Regions from separate parts of the Macaca mulatta genome. Here region 1 is linked to region 2. A link is a contact called in public Hi-C data. All regions are on one chromosome and are shown on one strand. Each heading gives the region's core, a stretch centred on a gene start, on an enhancer-like site or on the middle of the called end of the contact. The rest is flanking DNA. Distances are from core to core; before and after follow the strand shown.

Evidence for each region. Hi-C and Micro-C count contacts between places; a contact is called where the count stands out from the background.
Region 1: a Hi-C map of liver shows a contact between it and region 2, with 3 times the contacts expected there. The contact joins the promoter of SAE1 here to the promoter of STRN4 in region 2. A contact is called at or near these places in 2 of 14 Hi-C or Micro-C datasets (fetal cortex germinal zone and liver).

The regions. Positions count from the first base shown.
Region 1 is chr19:59,609,624-59,613,928 of T2T-MMU8v2.0, forward strand. It overlaps SAE1 (SUMO1 activating enzyme subunit 1), which reads left to right and starts at 1,666. Exons shown (of 10, transcript XM_077980743.1): 1 at 1,666-1,801.
Region 2 is chr19:59,223,863-59,228,126 of T2T-MMU8v2.0, forward strand. It overlaps STRN4 (striatin 4), which reads right to left and starts at 2,453. Exons shown (of 18, transcript XM_015124322.3): 1 at 2,139-2,453. The coding sequence starts at 2,420. It also overlaps a transcript of FKRP not described here.

The sequences.
Region 1 (4,305 bases), core at 416-2,915, 380 kb after region 2:
GATCAGCCTGGCCACCATGGTGAAACCCTGTCTCTACTAAAAATACAAAAATTAGGCCCGGTACGGTGGCTCAAGCCTGTAATCCCAGCACTTTGGGAGGCCGAGATGGGCGGATCATGAGGTCAGGACATCGAGACCATCCTGGCTAACACGGTGAAACCTGGTCTTCACTAAAAAATTAGCCCGGCATGGTGGCAGGCGCCTGTAGTCCCAGCTACACAGGAGGCTGAGGCAGGAGAATGGCGTGAACCTGGGAGGTGGAGCTTGTAGTGAGTGGAGATTGCGCCACTGCACTTCAGTGTGGGCGACAGAGACTCTTGTCTCAAAAAAAAAAAAAAATAGATGGGCGTGGTGGCTTTTTTTTTTTTTTTTGAGCTGAGAGTCTCTGTCGCCCACACTGAAGTGCAGTAGCAGGATCTTGGTTCACTGCAACCTCTGCCTCCCAGTTCAAACAATTCTCCGGCCTCGGCCTGGCAATTGGCTGAGACTATGGGCATGCCACCACACCCGGCTAATTTTTGTATTGTTAGTAGTGAGGGGGTTTCACCATCTTGGCCAGGCTGGTCTCAAACTCCTGACCTCGTGATCTGCCCTCCTCAGCCTCCGAAAGTGCTGGGATTACAGGCATGAGCCACTGTGCCCTGCTAAAAAGCCTATGATTCTAACATCAGAAATCCTCCCACCTCAGCCTCCCACGTGGCTGGGACTATAGGCTCAGTGCCACCACACCAAGCTAATTTTTGCATTTTGAATAGAGATGGCGTTTCACTATATTGCCCACCTGGGGCCATCCGTGTTTTCTTTTCTGTTATTTTTGTTTTATTTATTTATTTTTTTGAGACCGAGTCTCGCTCTATCTCAGGCTGGAGTGCTGACATGATCTTGGCTCACTACAAGCTCCAACTCCTGGGTTCAAGCGATTCTCCTGCCTCAGCCTCCCAAGTAGCTGGGACTACAGGTGTGAGCCACCATGCTCTGCTGTTTTTTTTTTTTTTTTATTTTTAGTACAGACGGGATTTCGCCATGTTAGCTAGGCTGCTCTCGAACTCCTGATCTCAACTAATCTGCCTGCCTCGGCCCTCCGAAGTGCTGAGATTACAGGCGTGAGTCACCGCGCCTGGCCTATTCCTGTTTTCTTAATGCTTCTCTCTCCCACTGGGCCGTGACTGCCTCCAAAGCAGAGATGTGTCCATTTTTTATTATTATTGTATGTCCAGGGCTGGGCACAAAGTGCAACGCATAGTAGGGACATGAAAGCCTGGGAACAGTGGCTGATGCCTGTAATCCCAGCACTTTGGGAGGCAGAGGCGGGAGGATAGCTTGAGACCAGGATTTCGAGACCAGCCTTGGCAACACATCGGGACCTCATCTGTATGAAAAAAAAAAAGAAAATTGACAGTTCAATGTCACCTCTGATAAGCCTTCCCTGACCACCCCTGTTACTCTGTAGCCCCATGTCCTGCTTTATTTTTCTCCAAAGCATTTGTCATCGCTGGGTTTATATTTATTTCTCTTTGGGTTTTTCTCACTGGATCGTAAACTCCATGAGGACAGGGCTTTGTCGATTTTACTCAATACCCTATTTTACAACATCCCTATTGCTGGGATCTCAGTATGCACGCCTTAAATATTTGCAGAATTTAAGCGCCTCATAAGTGACCACGTGGGCAACGCCCTCGGGGCCTTAACCGGCGCCATTTTTGGGGCTAGGATTGGTTGGACCCTCCGTCACGTGACATGCAGTTGCCGGATCGCCTTTGAGTCTCGTGAGGTACTTTTGGTCCCAGGCTCCTTGGACGAGGTACTGCGCAGGCGTGGGAGGGGGTCTGCGCACGCGCAGAAGCACCCCGGGTGTGCTGCCGGCGGAGGTTGGTGGCGCGCGGGGCTGGCGGGCGGTTGGCGTGAGCGGGACGTGAGCTGAGGCAGGAAGAGCCGGCGCCATGGTGGAGAAGGAGGAGGCTGGCGGCGGCATCAGCGAGGAGGAGGCGGCGCAGTATGACCGGCAGATCCGCCTGTGGGGACTGGAGGCCCAGAAACGGTCAGCGCCGGCGCGGCTTGAGGCGCCGAGGGTCTGGAGGGGGCGTCTAGTCTGAGGCGTTTGCGGCCCGGAAGGAGCGGGAAGGTGTGATTTGAAGGGAGGAGGCGGGAATTATGTGCCCCGGGATCGTCTCGCTCCTGAGGGAACTAGAGGAGTTGATTGGGGATGTTTCTGGAAGGTCTGGGAAGTGGTTGGGAGAGCCGTTCCGAAGGATGGGAGCTCTGAAGGGGGCTCTGATTGGGGAGTCCTGAGGGAGCGGGAGAATTCAAACTCAGGAAATCCGAGGCCCGAAAGCGGTGATTGTGGGATTTAGGTCGCGGTTAGGGGATAAGAGGGGCTGGGGTACGTGGAAGGGGTGAGGTGAAGGACATAGTTCATTCATTCGATGGTGTGGGACCCGGTTCCGTGCTGGATACGGGGGAGACTGGACTGGCCAACCGGGCCGACGGGAGCTTACATTCTTGTGGGTGCTCAGGGGCGGGCCAGGCTGAAAGAATGCGGGTTTTGAGGAGTTTTGGAGCAAGTTATGTCAAATGGAACTCTTGAGAGGCTCGGAGAGTCTGGAGGGGGACGGCAGTAGGCTCCCGAAAAGGTTGCTTGTGTCTGGTACGGGGCTGTGCCTTGGTAAGACAGGAGACATAGTTTGGGCATTGTGGAGTAGCTTAGGGATGGGGTTTTCTTTTCTTTTCTTTTCTTTTTCGACGGAGTCTCTCCCTTGTCGCCCAGGCTGGAGTGCAGTGGCGCGATCTCAGCTCACTGCAAGCTCCGCCTCCCGGATTCAAGCGATTCTCCTGCCTCAGCCTCCCGAGTAGCTGGGATTATAGGGGCCCGCCACCACGCCCGGCTAATTTTTGTATTTTTAGTAGACATGGGGTTTCGCCATGTTGACCGGACTGGTCTCGAACTGCTGACCTCAACTGATCCACCCGCCTCGGCCTCCCGAATGCTGGGATTACAGGCTCACGCCACCACACCCGGCTAATTTTTGTATTTTTAGTAGAGACAGGTTTTCACCATGTTGGCCAGGCTGGTCTGGAACTCCGGACCTCAAGTGATCTGCCCGCCACTGCCTCCCAAAGTGATGGGATTACAGACTTGAGCCACTGTGCCCGGCTTTTTTTTCTTTTTTTTTTTTTTTTCTCCTCTTTGTCGCCCAGGCTGGAGTGCAGTGATGGGATCACAGTTCACTGTAGCCTCGACCTCCAAGTCTCAAGTGATATTCCCTCTTAAGCCTCCCAAGTAGCTGGAACTACAGGCGCACCCCACCACATCATCCGACTAATATTTATTTATTTATTTATTTATTTATTTTTTATTTTTTTTTTTTGAGACGGAGTCTCGCTCTGTCGCCCCGGCTGGAGTGCAGTGGCCGGATCTCAGCTCACTGCAAGCTCCGCCTCCCGGGTTCACGCCATTCTCCTGCCTCAGCCTCCCGAGTAGCTGGGACTACAGGCACCCGCCACCTCGCCTGGCTAGTTTTTTTTTGTATTTTTTAGTAGAGACGGGGTTTCACCGTGTTAGCCAGGATGGTCTCGATCTCCTGACCTCGTGATCCGCCCATCTCGGCCTCCCAAAGTACTGGGATTACAGGCTTGAGCCACCGCGCCCGGCCCCGACTAATATTTATATATATATTTTTGTAAGATGGGGTTTTGCCACGTTGCCCAGACTGGTCTTGAACTTCCAAGCTCAAGCGATCCTTGGCCTCAAGAGATCTCCCCCCAGCTCAGACTCCTAAAATGCTGGGACTACAGGCCTGAGCCACCATGCCTGGCCTCACCGATCAATATTTTTACTTAGCCGGGACGCAGTGGCTCACACCTGTAATCCCAGCACTTTGGGAGGCTGAGTTGGGGGGAGGGGATCTCTTGAGTCCAGGAGTTTGAGACCAGCCTGGGTAACGTTGCCAAACCCAGTCTCTACAAAAATACAAAAATTAGCCAGGCATGGCGGCATGAGTTTATAGTCCCAGCTAGTCTGGAGGTTGAGGTGGGAGCATCACCTGAGCCCCCAGGAGGCGGAGGTTGCAGTAAGCCATGGTCGCGCCACTACACCCCAGCCTGGGTGACAGAGTGAGGAGGCCCTGTCTCAAAAAAAAAAAAAAAAAAATTCCACAAATGTGTACATATGTGTCAGTCATTAAAGGATGGTGAAGTGGGAGGGTTGTTTTGATAGGTTGGCTGGGAAAGGGCTCTGAAGAGGTAACATTGAGCCTCTTAAGAAGGGAAAAAGCCTTGTGATCATCTAGGAGAACTTTCCTAGCAGAG
Region 2 (4,264 bases), core at 1,203-3,702:
GCAGGGGGAATATCCTTTACCCTTCCAGAAGGCCATAAGAATGAAATGACAGCTCGTATCTACAGTACTTGATACACAGCCCCAGACATGGTATGTGCTCACTAAATTGCAGCTGGTGCCGTTATTGCTGAGTGAGGTAATGACACTGCCTCTGCCTACATCACGGGGCACTGAGAAGATCTGATGAGATGTATGCTGGGAAAGAGCTTCGGAAGTAGAGAGTGGGACACAAGTGAGAGCAGTTACATAAGGATTCTGCTCCCACCCCAGCTCCAAGCCTCAGCCACCACAAGTGAGGGCAGGGGGAGAGTTACTTGAGGTCTTTACTCATCCTACGAACAAAATACCGTTTTTGTTGTTGTTGTTTTCTGAGATAGGATCTCACTCTTTCGCCCAGGCTGGAGTGCAGTGGTGCAATCACGGCTCACTGCAGCCTCAACCTCCGGGGTTCAAGCAATCCTCCCACCTCAGCCTCCTGAGTAGCCGGGACTACAGGTGCACATCACCACGCCCGGCTAATTTTTGTACTTTTTTGTAGAGATGAGGTCTTGCTATGTTGGCCAGGCTGGCCTGGAACTCCTGGGCTCAAGGGATCCTCCCACCTCAGCCTCCCTAAGTGCTGGGATTACAGGCATGAACCACCGCACCCCACCCCTACCGACAAAATTCTCATCAGTTATTTATTTGGGTGCCAGCTTCCACTAGATAGAAAACGGCAAATCGGAAGGGGAAACGTGGGCTGCTACAAGGAATACTAGCAGAAAAGTACTGACAATTTCTGCTAATAATAACCCAGTCCAAGAATCTTCAGACCTCCAGTGGGCCATTCCTAATCCCTTCAAATCCGGACATCTCCATGATCCTCCAGTCACTGCCAATGGACCTGATGCTCCACGAGGTCACAAACCCCAGCCCAACTCTTCAGACTCTTCCATACATCAGCCCGGAGCACATCCCTGTCCCAAGCTACCCCACAAACCATGGGGTCTTTTCCCAGGACTTCCACAAACATATCTCCTTCCCCCCAACCCCACCCTACCCCCGTTCTCTCTGAGATGCCTCCTCATGTTGCCTTCGGGCTCTACAAAATTCTCCCCCTTAAAGCATCACCCCAGGGTAACACCTAACTCGTCCTCATTGGCACCATCCCAGGACCCTCACCTCCATACTGGACATGCCCGACACCCCCACACTCCAGTTCAGGGTTCTCTTCCTACATCCTACACACACGTCCCATCTCAGTGCCATCGCGCCCACTCCTGCACACCCCCAAGTGGAATTTCCACTCTCAAGTTCTCCCACCCAGGCTCCTAGGGTACATCTCCTGCTCTGTCCACACTTCCACTCCAAAGATCCCTTCCCTGCACTCTGCAGCCACACATGCCCGGGATCCCCAAAGTTTCCCCTAAGAGGGAAAGGCACACACCTTCATCCTGGACCCCTCGAAACTCTCTTCCCACCTCTCGGGTCCTTACACAGCCACCCTTCCGTGCCCACTGTCCAGTCGCCCCGAAACACACCCATCTCAGGCTCCCGGACTTCCTCTCCCTAACTCCTCCCGGTTCCCGGTCTGGATCCGCTCTTTCCCAGCGTGTCCCAAGTCCCCCCTCGGACGCTTCTACTTCCCACCTGCACCTGGCTAGGGCCGGGGTCGGGGGTCCCTCTGCGCCCGCCGAGCTTCTGCTCACTCCCACAGGAGACCACTGAGGTCTTTCCCAGACCCCTCCAGCTCCTCTCCACACCCTTTCCCGAGTTCTCTTGGGCTCCCCTCCAGGGCCCGAGTCGCCTCTCTCAGGAGCCCCGCGGCCGGCGCGCTCAGTTCCAGTCCCAGTCCCACTCCCAGCCAGTTCTGGTACCTCGGCCCCTCTCTCTCGGCCGGTCCCGGTGATCCCTCCCACTCCCGGTCCCTCCACTCCCACCTCGGGCCGTCCCGGTCCCCTCCCACCCGGGGTGCCCTCAGGACACCCCTCGGACGGCCCCTCACTCGCCCTCCGGGACCGTCGCGGTCCCCTCCCGCCCCCCCCCGGCCGTCCCGGCGGCCATTGCTCCAAGATGGCGGCGGCGGCGGCGGCGGGTGAGGCCGGGCCGGGCCGGGCCGGGTGGGGTTGGGGGGTCGGGGGTCCCGGGACGGCGCTCACCTGTAACTCGGCGCGCTCGGCCTCCCAGCGGGCTTTCTCGGCTTCAAAGCGCGCCCACTCGTGCTGGATAAAGTGCAGGATCCCCGGCAGGCTCAGGGGCTCCGGGCCCGCCGTGGGCCCAGGGCTGCCTCCGCCGCCGCCTCCCTTACCTGCCGGGCCCGGCCCGGGGGCAGGGGCGGAGACCGGGGCCGCCCCAGTGGGGCCAGGGCCCGCGCCTGAGCCGAGCGGACGGCAGGAGGAGGCGGCGGCGGCGACCGCGGCGGCCGCTCGCTCCTCCATCATGGAGGCCCCGGGGCCGGCCCGCGCGCCCGCTGTGCTTCGCGCGCCTGCGCGGGCGCTCCAACACCCCCCCCCCCCGCACCACACACACCACCACCGCGCGCGCGCCTGACGGAGGACAGTGGGAAGAGGGGCTGGTGGCGAGCGCGAGGCCGGGCACGAGCCTCGCCCACCCGGGTCGACCCCGAGGGCTAGCGTGCCCGCGCGGGGGGCGGCGAGAGGGAGATCGCGCCCCGAGGAGGGCGAGGGAGACCCAGACCCCGCACGACGGTCCCCCTCGCTGGAGTGAGACTGAGGAAGGGGCCACTTTCTGCCCCCCTCCTCCTACTCCGCCCCAGAAAAAGAGCCTTACCCCTTCCACACCCAAACATCACTCTCCTGGACAATTACTTTTACTCTGAGAGAAAGGGCGACCAGCAGTGGCCCCATCCTCTCTGATTCCTGTCCAGGTCGGTTGTCATGGTAACCTTTCCCCATTGGTGGGGGCGAGTTGGTGGGGGACAGCCTTCCCCTCCCTTCCACCTTTGTGGTTATGGAGCCCCAAACCTCTTCGGACTCTGCACCAGGAGAAGGTTGCTAAGGTAACCTAAGTCCCTGGTGGTCCTTCTGCTCCTTTCCTCATTGGTTACTATGGCAACCCCCCACACCTAGCATTCAGGTAGAAAGTACCCCAGCCCCAAAGACGCTGATCTCTAAGAGAAGCACGTCTTCCCCAGCCCCTCCCCCATAGCCACCTAGTTGGCATTACCATGGTAACCGTCTTCCCCTTCCCATTGTGGGAGGCCCATGCACCAAACCAACCAGGTGTTTTTATTTAGAGGAGGAGATGCTCTGCTGAGGGGCAGTTGCTATGGTTACAGGGCCTGGACCATCCTCTGGGGGACGAGAAACAGGCAAGGTCAAGGCCTGGTTACTATGGTAATAGAGAAGCCCCCTTCGAGTGACCCTAGGAACCAAGCCCAACCAAGGAGGGGAATTTTTTTTTTTTTTTTTTTTTTGGAGACGGAGTTTCACTCTTGTTGCCCAGGCTGGGATGCAATGGCCCGATCTCGGCTCACCACAACCCCTGCCTCCCTGGTTCAAGCCGTTCTCCTGCCTCAGCCTCCCGAGTAGCTGGGATTACAGGCATGTGCCACCACGCCTGGCTAATTTTTTTTTTTAGTAGAGACGGGGTTTCTCCATGTTGGTCAGGCTGGTCTTGAACTCCCGACCTCAGGTGATCAGCCTTAGGCCCGCCTCAGCCTCCCAAAGTACTGGAATTACAGGTGTGAGCCATCACCCCTGGCCAGGGGATGTTTTAAGAATCTCTGAGAGGTGGAGTGTGTCTAGGGAGGGGGTTGTCATGGTAACAGCTTCTGTTGGCTTCTAGCCCTACCTTTTCTGGACACATTCATGCTAGAGGGATGGTTATAGGTTGCTGTAATAACTGACATCCCTCCCATTCACCCCACCCCACTCCTGAGACACCCCAGGTGGTGCCTGAGATTATGGGACTTCAAGAGAAAGGATTCCCTGACCTTTCTCTTGCCACTATTGTGGATAAGATGAAATTGTGCTCTATTGTACAGAAATGGCTAATTTGGGGTTTTCTGGTTCTCCTCTCAGGAGTGCAGCTCAGCTGGGCTGGAACTGCCCTCCTGGAACTCCCCCAGCCTGCAACCTAGGAGGTAAAAAGTCCCTCAGTGTCACCCGCATTCTCATGGAAACTGCCCTTCCCTTATTTCCTAAGGCTTTCCCATGTCTCTCATTTTTTTCTTTTCTTTTTTTCCTTTTCTTTTTTTTTTTTTTTTTGAGACAGAGTCTTCCTCTGTTGCCCAGACTGGAATGCAGTGGTACGGTCACAGCTC